2 separate regions of the Sus scrofa genome follow, and region 2 is linked to region 1. A link is a contact called in public Hi-C data. All regions are on one chromosome and are shown on one strand. Each heading gives the region's core, a stretch centred on a gene start, on an enhancer-like site or on the middle of the called end of the contact. The rest is flanking DNA. Distances are from core to core; before and after follow the strand shown. Region 1 holds the start of RBFOX2 (RNA binding protein, fox-1 homolog (C. elegans) 2). Region 2 has its middle 98 kb from the start of RBFOX2.

Region 1 (4,311 bases), core at 749-3,248:
TTGATGCTCCAGGTCTTTTGCCCCTCACACTATCCTGGACCAGTGGATTCAAAGAATGGTATACAGTTCATTTCAGTTTCTTGTATTAGAAATGAAAATGTAAATAATTATCCCATAAATATGATTTAGACTTTCCCAAAAATACACTGCGTTTCCCTGATTTCCAGCGAAATTTGCATACCTCTTTTTTTGTCTTTAAAATTTTTGACTGCATTTTATATCCAAATGGACTTGTCAGTTGCACATGCAGAGAATGTAATATGTACTGTCTTCCAGATGATTTCTAAAAACTTTAATTAAGAATAAACCTAGTTCTGATTTATTTCTTTTAATGTTTTTTTTTTCTGGTGGTTAAAGATCCCATCCTTTTGTACATATTTCTTTACACATTATGGATTATACTAAAAGTACACAGATAGCTGTAAAATGCCCAGAATAGTGCCTGACATATTATAGGTTCACAGTACCCAGGTTCTCCAGGTTCTCCAGATCATTTGGTAGTTGCTGTATTCTTTTCAAAATTATTAAAATGACTATTAATTCGAATGGGAGCATGATGATGTTATATTGGCACTGGGCCAACCAACATTATTATACCACACACTAAAAGCCAAACAGTCCTCATTGAGACAGCAAAAAAATGATGTCTTCTCAGTGTGATTTGTGATTTTTAATTTTGATTTTTTTATGTGTTTACTTTTTAAATAGGCATCTTAATCTAGAATTAATTTCTTTGCTCTTTGGGTACTCTACTAGGGATTATAACATAATAAATATAGCATAACTAAGAAATGTAATAAAACCTTCAGGATTTTATTTCTTAGAATACTAAAAAAAAATGAGAGCATCTTTATGTTTGAGAAGAACATCATAAACTCATCAAACATTCCCATAGGTTACTTTGTTTGAATATTTAATAACAGAAAATAGGGAGATTATGATGCTTATATTCAGAGGTTAAAGACTTTTCCAAGATCACTTATAAAGGGGAGAATTAGGACTTTGACCAGGACTTTTGGACTGAATCATACCTTTGATGCTTTTTTTCATTACGACTTTTTACTAAGAGAACTTAGAAGAAACTCTTATATTCAGTGAACATTCTCCCAAACCTTCTGCATCTAATAAGCACTCTAGAGTAACGGTCAGTAGTTACAGTAATGGCACAAATGTCATGGTATATATGTCAGTGTCTGTAAGAAAGGGTTTATGTTTTTCAGTAGCAGCTGAGATGCAGAAGGCTGGGGAACACAAAGGGCACATTCTGAGTTAACTACAGTTTTTAATAAAGCTGGAAGCCTTGAGCAGTCCAATTTGTATCCACCTTAAGTTTCTTAAGCAATCACCTTTTTCAGATCCCCCTGATTTTTTTTTACAGTAGAAAAAATAAGCTCTTAAATTACCTCCCTTCTTTTTCAGTCCTTTGCAGCCATTAGACTGGTTTAGGACAAGCAGGTTCTTGCATATTTCCATTCCTTGAAAACCTTCCAGTCACGGAGCAGCTTTTCTCATCTTTTATTAAATCCACTGCATCTGTAGACTGTACATCAGTGGAAATGTTTTTTTAAAAATAATTTCTCTTTCATTTATTTATTATCAGATATTCTTAGATGGAATATTTTAAATCTGTATTAACTGTGGTAAGCTGCCGTGAATACTTCCTGTGTATATAATTAATGCCACCATCGCAGATACTCACTCCTTAAAATATGCCTGCACATGGCGCCTGCCCTTCCCTCTCTCCCCCTCCTTCCCTCCTCCTCCCTCTCTCCTCCCTCTCTCTCTCTCTCTCTCTCTCACTCACACACACACACACACACACACACACACACCACGCACGCACGCGCAAAGCACACACCAAACTGCCATTCTCCAGCAGGCCTGTTTCTGGAGTTGGGAGATGTCAGCCTGCGGGGAGGGGGCGGGGGGAGGAGGAAGAGGTGGGGCTCTACTCTGATTAATTACCTTCGGCATTCAGGGGTGGGGCTTCCTTCAGCCATCTGCCTGAGATATGGGAGGGAGCTGGAGAAAGGAGGAGGGGGAGAGACTGCCAGAGAGGAAGAGAAAAGAAAGGAAGAAACACTAGAAAGAAAAAGGAAGGAAAACGGGATAGAGGGAGAGCAACCGCCCACCCTTAAAGAGCTAGGCTGGGGGGGGAGGGGGGAGGAAGGAGAGCCGTGGAAGGTGTGCCCCAGCACGACTGCTCTGAAGTGTTCATCTTCTGTGCCATTCGGTTTATGGAGAAGAAGAAAATGGTAACTCAGGTAAGATTTGTGTTTCCTCCTGTGTTTCTTTTCTTGTTTCTGAGATCTAAATAAAGATATGGGGGTGGGGCATAGTCACCAGAGTTTTAATTTATTAACCTTTTAGAAAGGGACAGAATTATTGCTAGCAGCTGAAAAGTGTTCGTCTGTGCCTGTCGTGAGTCGTGTGTGTGTGTGTGTTGTGTCCGTATCCTTTTTTCTCCCCCCCTCCCCAGCTCCGTAGCAGATTCCTGTTTCCTGTGCTGTGCAGCTGGAGCTCAGTTAAGACCCTGTGGGGATTGGTCTACCTCTTTGTCTTGGTTCTGAGGAGAGGGAGGGAGGGAGGGACCACAGAGGTAGGGAGAGATTCTTGTAGACTGCCAAAAAGAGGGCAAGGGAGCTCACTTCCTTTTAAGAATTGCAGAAGAATTTGCGTTAGAGGGAAATCTCATTCCGGATTCACTTCGGGTTCTCGGGATTGGCTGTGGAATTGTAGTTCTGCTCCCTTTGCTTTAAATGGCTTATTAAAAATGAAGGCTGGAAAAATGTTTCATTTTCGTGTCTTTGTTACTGGCAGAGGATGTTTTCAGTGAGAGCCGTAGCATCCAGGTGCAGCAGAGCCCTCCCTGGCAGAAGAACAAGTCTGAATGTATAAATGACAGTCCACGGGCATTAAAAGACATCTGAAGGAGAGGGAGTAGGAAATGAAAGCGCGCTCTCTCTCTGTCTGTCTCTGCCTGTCTTTGGCTATGCCAGGCAATAGCTGCATTTTAGCAAGTCATTCCTGACAGATGGAAAGGTGAATATTCTTCCCTGATTTCCCCCGGCAGTGCTCTTTTTCTTCTTGGCAACCTTCTGTATGTCCCTTTATGCTTTTTTCTTTATATGTGGGTTGAGAGACTGATTTATCAATGAGGATTATTTGCATTGTGGCACATTCATGTCATTTAAGCTCAGACTTAGGATCAGTTTCACTCCAGGCTTTTATGCTCTGTAGGGAAATTTCATCACTGGACAGTGGTTTTCCTTTTAAGGAGGTTGCCTTTTTTTTTTTTTTTTTTTTTTTTTTTTTTTTTTTAATATTCTCTTGTCTCGTTTCTTAAGTCACCACCGGAGGGCGAGAGAGTCAGCTGGCTATCTGGGTAGAGCATCATTTTAGGAGCTGGAACCCTGTCCAGTTAAATGTTATATAATGCCCCGCAGTGCTGTTTGGAAGGAGGTAAGGCGTTAGGGAGATTTTCCCAATGTGACCTAGAGGAAAGGGAAGTTTCAAAGAATAATATCTTTCCAAAGTCAGTTTTTTTTGTTTTAGCAGTTGCTCTTCCACTTTCTTATCCCTTCATCGTTAGCCTGATTAACTCGTTAATCAAAACATTGCTCTGCCTTTTAAAAAAGAGAAAACGTGTTTCTGGCTTGTCTTTGTTGCTTGGGAGACAATACTTCTTAACCCGGGAGCCCACATCCAGCTTTCCTTAACTGCCATATTAGAGGGTACAAGCGCTCTTTCTCAGCTACTACCAAAGCCTTTTCAACTACTTAACTTTCCATTATAGATGTTTTTAAATCAGTGAAAGAGTTATCTAAGCTAGGACTTTTTAGAATCAGAGGCTTTCCATGGCCTGTTGGAGCATTTCCCCTGAGTTCTAGAAGAGCAAGTGTGTACAAGCCCAAGTTAGGGTGCACAAGCATTTGCACACCTAGTATTGTGCGCTTAATAATCAGTATTGAAGGAAACTATAATTTTAGGAACGAAGCAGAAGAGATAAGTAGGAACTGGGAAGAGGGATTTCTTTTTTTTTTTTTTGGTGGTTAAGAATTCTAGTAGATTAAAATCATGATTTTCTCAGTGCGTGTGAAGGCTGAAGAAGTAACTCATTTTTGCCTATGCTGAATTTATACAAAGTATAGAACATCAATTTGTGAATTTTCACTATGCCAGCATGTTTGTTTTTTGTATACACTTTCTATGTTAATGTAACATACATAGTTGATAGTAATCTAGAGGGGGAAAAATCAAAGGAAATAACCCATAGGCCAGATTTTTATTTGTCCAGGTGATAGGCACGTG
Region 2 (4,160 bases), core at 98-2,597, 97 kb after region 1:
CACTTCCTAGGACACCCGAGCTGCTTGCCCAGGGTCCTGTTTCCCTGCAGCCTCCAGAGAAGCACCCAGGGCTTTGTGACAGTCTCTACTCCCCTCCCCTTCTTGTTAAGAATCATATTGTATAGTAGCTTTCAGACCATACAGTATTCATTGGGTTATTCCTATTATTATCAAGTAGCTGGAATTGTGAAGGTCGGAGTAGTTAGAGCTTTAGCTTTTATTCCTTATTTTTTTGTATTACTATCCATGTGTATAAATTATTGATCATGTTGCTGGCTTTTATAAACTCTAAGCGAAGGAGGAGCACCGCCTCTGCCTTTGCAAATGGTAATGAAGCACTGTTTTTAAATAAAAGAGAGAAACACCATTCTCTGGCCTGCTTGTGTTGGTGCTACGAGACGTTGCCTCCTCCTGCAGCTCAAAGATGGAACTTGGATTTGACTTGTAAGATGGAAAAAAGGCGGCGAAGGCACCGCTCCCCCGAAGAGGTGAGGGGGTGGGAAACGCAGCCCAAGGCCGGGGCCTCGGCGCCCGCCCTTTGGCTCCTCCAGCCCGGGAGCTCCGGCCCTGGCAGGGGCTGCTTCCCCGCTGCTGCCTCTCAAACCTGCAGCTCCGCTTCCCCTGCATCCGCTCCTGGCGGGCGCGCCGCCACGCTCCCCAGGGGGCGCTCTCCCTGTCACCTCTGCCCCGGCTCCCACTGCCACCGAGGCTCCTGGGCCTTTGGGCTTCTTCAGCCACCCCCTCCTGCGTTCGTTTCCCTGCCAGTAATTCCCAAATCTCTGAAATTCCCCCTGAATCTCCGACTCCCAAATGCACGCAGTCACCTCTCTTCCTAGTTCCGGGCGGAGGGGTGGACCGTCCCCATCCCCCTTCTGCTACCAGACCTAGACCCCTGCTGGAACCCACTCCCGTCCCTCCCCGTCCTTCCCGTTCGGCCGGGAGAGGCGGCTTCCGTCGGGAGCTGACCCCACACCTGCGCACCCGCCGTCCTTCCCACCTTCTCGGGAGCTTGGCCCCTACGTCCCTCCCTCCTGGAGGCGAGCGTTCTCCTTCTTCTAGTCCCTGTGGCGTCGAAACCTGCAAATCATTTCGCACGATCCCAGCCCTCCCCTTCGTGACACACTTCTGGAATGCGTTTCAGCAGCCAGTTCCCGGCTCTTCGCCCCGAGGCCGCCCGGCCTCTCCCTCCAGGCCCCTGAAGCTGCCCCCTGTGACAGCGGATGGCGCTTCCCCGGGCGCCGGACCTTCCCAAGGGACGCAGATGGCGACAGGCCCAGGGGAGCGAGTCCCTCCGCTGCTGCCCGCTCCAAAGCTGGCGGGTCTGGCCTGGTCCCTTCCGCCGCAGCAGCCCCGCCTGGTCTGCTCTCCACACCCGCTGCAGTAGTAACTGGATCCTGTCCGGCCCTGTGCAAGGAGTGGTCCCCGTCCTTATTCGGGCTCTGAGGTCCTGCGGACCGCGCTCCCCGATAGTTTATCCCCCACGGGTCTCCTTGCACCAGATCGGAAGCGCCTGGAGGCCGGCTGCTTTGTTTTGTTCACTCCAGTGTCTGCAACGTACAAGCATAAATAATGCAGGGTGATACCCGCCCTCCCCGAATGGCCACCCCTGGTGATGCAGGGGATGCCGAGCGCCCCTCCCCGTGCTCTCCCACCCTCTTCATCTTCCTGGCAACCCCGTGGCAGGTGCTGGGAGGCCTCTTGCGGGTCCCCGGCGCCCAGGCTTCCTGCTGGCTGCACCAGGCAAGCCAAGCCCAGACTGCGCTTTCCCAGGACTTTTCTGGGGGTGGTGTTTACAGCGCGTAATCTTGAGGAAAGAGGGGTGTGTCCTGGGACAAAGATTCCACCTGCTCTGGAAGCATGGCTGCGCCTGGCTCAGGGCCCCTCAGCCGCAGAATGCGGGGTGCCGCACCCATTCCTCGGTATCCACAGTCCCCCCCTCCCCCCGCCTCCACCCACATATTGATTGATGCTCACGCTGTGATGGACGGGGTGATAAATTCCTCTGACTTTGCCCCTGACCCAGAGTCCATGAAACAGCAATAGCTGCAGTCAACAGCTGCAAAAGCAGCGATGGAATTCCAGACCCAGCAGTGTTATTGCACGTGAAAGAGCAGGGAGCCGAGGAGAGAGGCGATGCCCTTTCACAGGGGTGGGCAGCGGCAGAACTGGGGTGCCAGCATCCGTGGTGCCCTTCCCTTCAGAGCGCTGGTATTACTAGGGCTTCCCAGGCAGAAACCCGAGAGCTGGCATTTGGTCCTCTCTCTAGCTGCCCCCCCAGCCCCTTTTATAGGGTCTTCTTCCTCCACCTCTTCCCTCAGAAGGGTTCCCCAGGTAGAACTCGCTCCCTCCAGTCCCCTGAAAAGGCCAATTCTGCCTTGAGACTAAAGGCAGAGTCCATAAAGCTCTGCAAAGTCTAGGCCTGCCCAGCTGCCATCCCAGGCTCCTAACATTCAATATGTTGGCATCATCTTTCTATCCAACTCTTCATTTCCCTCGATCGGTAAAGTGGGGCAAGAGTTAACAATAACCATGTTAAAACACTAAAGGATAAAGAAAGAAAATGGGGGGAAAAATCTTGCTCAAAAGAAGGTGCCCCACCCCCTTTGCCTTGGGCGTGTGCAGATTCTTGGTCACCTTTTGCTCTTGCATTGGCTGGTTCTCCTGAGCCCAGCGCCGGATTCTAACAGCACCCCTGGAGTTCTCTGGTAGCCTAGTGGTTAAGGACGCATAGGCGTTTTCACTGCTGTGGCCTGGGTTCGATCCCTGGCCCAGGAATTTCCACAGACCTGGAACATGGCCAAAAAATAAAAATAATAGTCCCTCTGTGACTCAGCAGTTAATGAACCCGACTAGGATCCATGAGGATGCTGGTTCAATCCCTGCCCTTGCTCAGTGGGTTAAGGATCTGGCGTTGCTGTGAGCTGTGGTGTGGGTCGAAGACGCAGCTCGGCTTGGACCCTGAGTTGCTGTGGCTGTGGAGTAAGCCAGCAGCTGTAGCTCCAATTCGACCCCTACCCTGGGAACCTCCACATACCTCCAGTGTGGCCCTAAAGTAGAAAAATAATAATAAAAATAATAGCAAGATCCCCCTGTGGCACAGAGGGATCGGTGGCATCACTTCTGCAGCGTCAGGATGCAGGTTCAATCCCTGACCCGGCAAGTGAGTTAAAGGATCCCACGTTACTGCAGCAGCTTGGATCTGATCCCTGGCCAAGAATTCAAAACTCCATTTGCTGCAGGGCCCTGCGGCCAAAAAAAGGGAAGAAGAAAAAAAAAAAAAAAAAAGCTCTCCTGACTCTAGGACAGCTCGGCAACCCCCGAGCTCCCTGTTGGTGTCACAGAATTGCCTGTCGGTGTGGGAAATCCTGCACACCTGTGCACAGACACACACACCCCTTGGAATTAGGTCCAGAAACCCAAAAGACGAGGCATCTTGGTTTTCAGCCCTTGCTGATATCATGCCAGCGGCCTCCCCTGAAGATACACTCACTGCCCCCTACCACCTGTGACCTCCAGCAAAGTGCAGGTGAGACCGCGTCCATTCAAATGACTGAAGAAGCTAAGCTCAGCAGACCATGAACTGGTCCTCTTTTTAAAAAATTCTTTAATTTGAACATAACTATTAGCTCCTCTTTCCGCTTCATAAAACAGTATTTCACATCTCAGAAAACTTGAAAAATACAGAAAGGTCGCAAAGAAAGGGGGAAAGTAACCAAAATTAGCTCTAACTCGCCATCACTACCGTGGAACCTTGCGCTGCTTCCTTGCAGGGTTTTCTGGTTTGGGTTTTTCTCTTCCCAGGTGTGGGGCATGCGCTTCTCCCCGTCAGGTTTTAAGTGAGAAGATATATGTACAAGTTTCATCCTGCTGCCTTCCCCTAACTTGATAAAATAAACATTTTCCATGTGAAGCAGTTATTGACTCTCGTGAACGTCACTTGATCGCTACACAATGTTCCCTCGAGTGGGTGAATAGTGTGTGTTTAACGGGTCTCCTAGCATTGAAACACGTCAACAGAGTCCAGTTTTTCACAAGTGTAAATTCTGTCGCCATAAAGGCATAACTGAGTCATGGCTCTTCTCAAATCATTGGCTTTTCCTTGCAGGACACTGGGGATGTAGGTCAGAGCTCAGCTTGGGCTGCAGGTTCCGTGATGAAGA

Evidence for each region. A called contact is a pair of places that touch in the nucleus more often than the background predicts.
Region 2: a Hi-C map of fetal skeletal muscle shows a contact between it and region 1, with 1.8 times the contacts expected there. The contact joins the enhancer-like site here to the promoter of RBFOX2 in region 1. A contact is called at or near these places in 5 of 47 Hi-C or Micro-C datasets (alveolar macrophages, embryonic fibroblasts, fetal liver and 1 more) and 1 of 2 datasets of contacts at active chromatin or transcription factors (skeletal muscle).

What each region holds. Positions count from the first base shown.
Region 1 is chr5:11,807,152-11,811,462 of Sscrofa11.1, forward strand. It overlaps RBFOX2 (RNA binding protein, fox-1 homolog (C. elegans) 2), which reads left to right and starts at 1,999. Exons shown (of 13, transcript NM_001244837.1): 1 at 1,999-2,264. The coding sequence starts at 2,238.
Region 2 is chr5:11,904,959-11,909,118 of Sscrofa11.1, forward strand. It overlaps a transcript of RBFOX2 not described here. Among named protein-coding and RNA genes, the nearest start is that of RBFOX2, 98 kb to the left of the region's middle. Within about 2 kb of position 1,348, at least 34 of the 83 cell types and tissues checked have an H3K27ac peak or open chromatin away from gene starts, as enhancers often do. A contact at or near this core is called in fetal liver, fetal skeletal muscle and skeletal muscle, where this site is marked.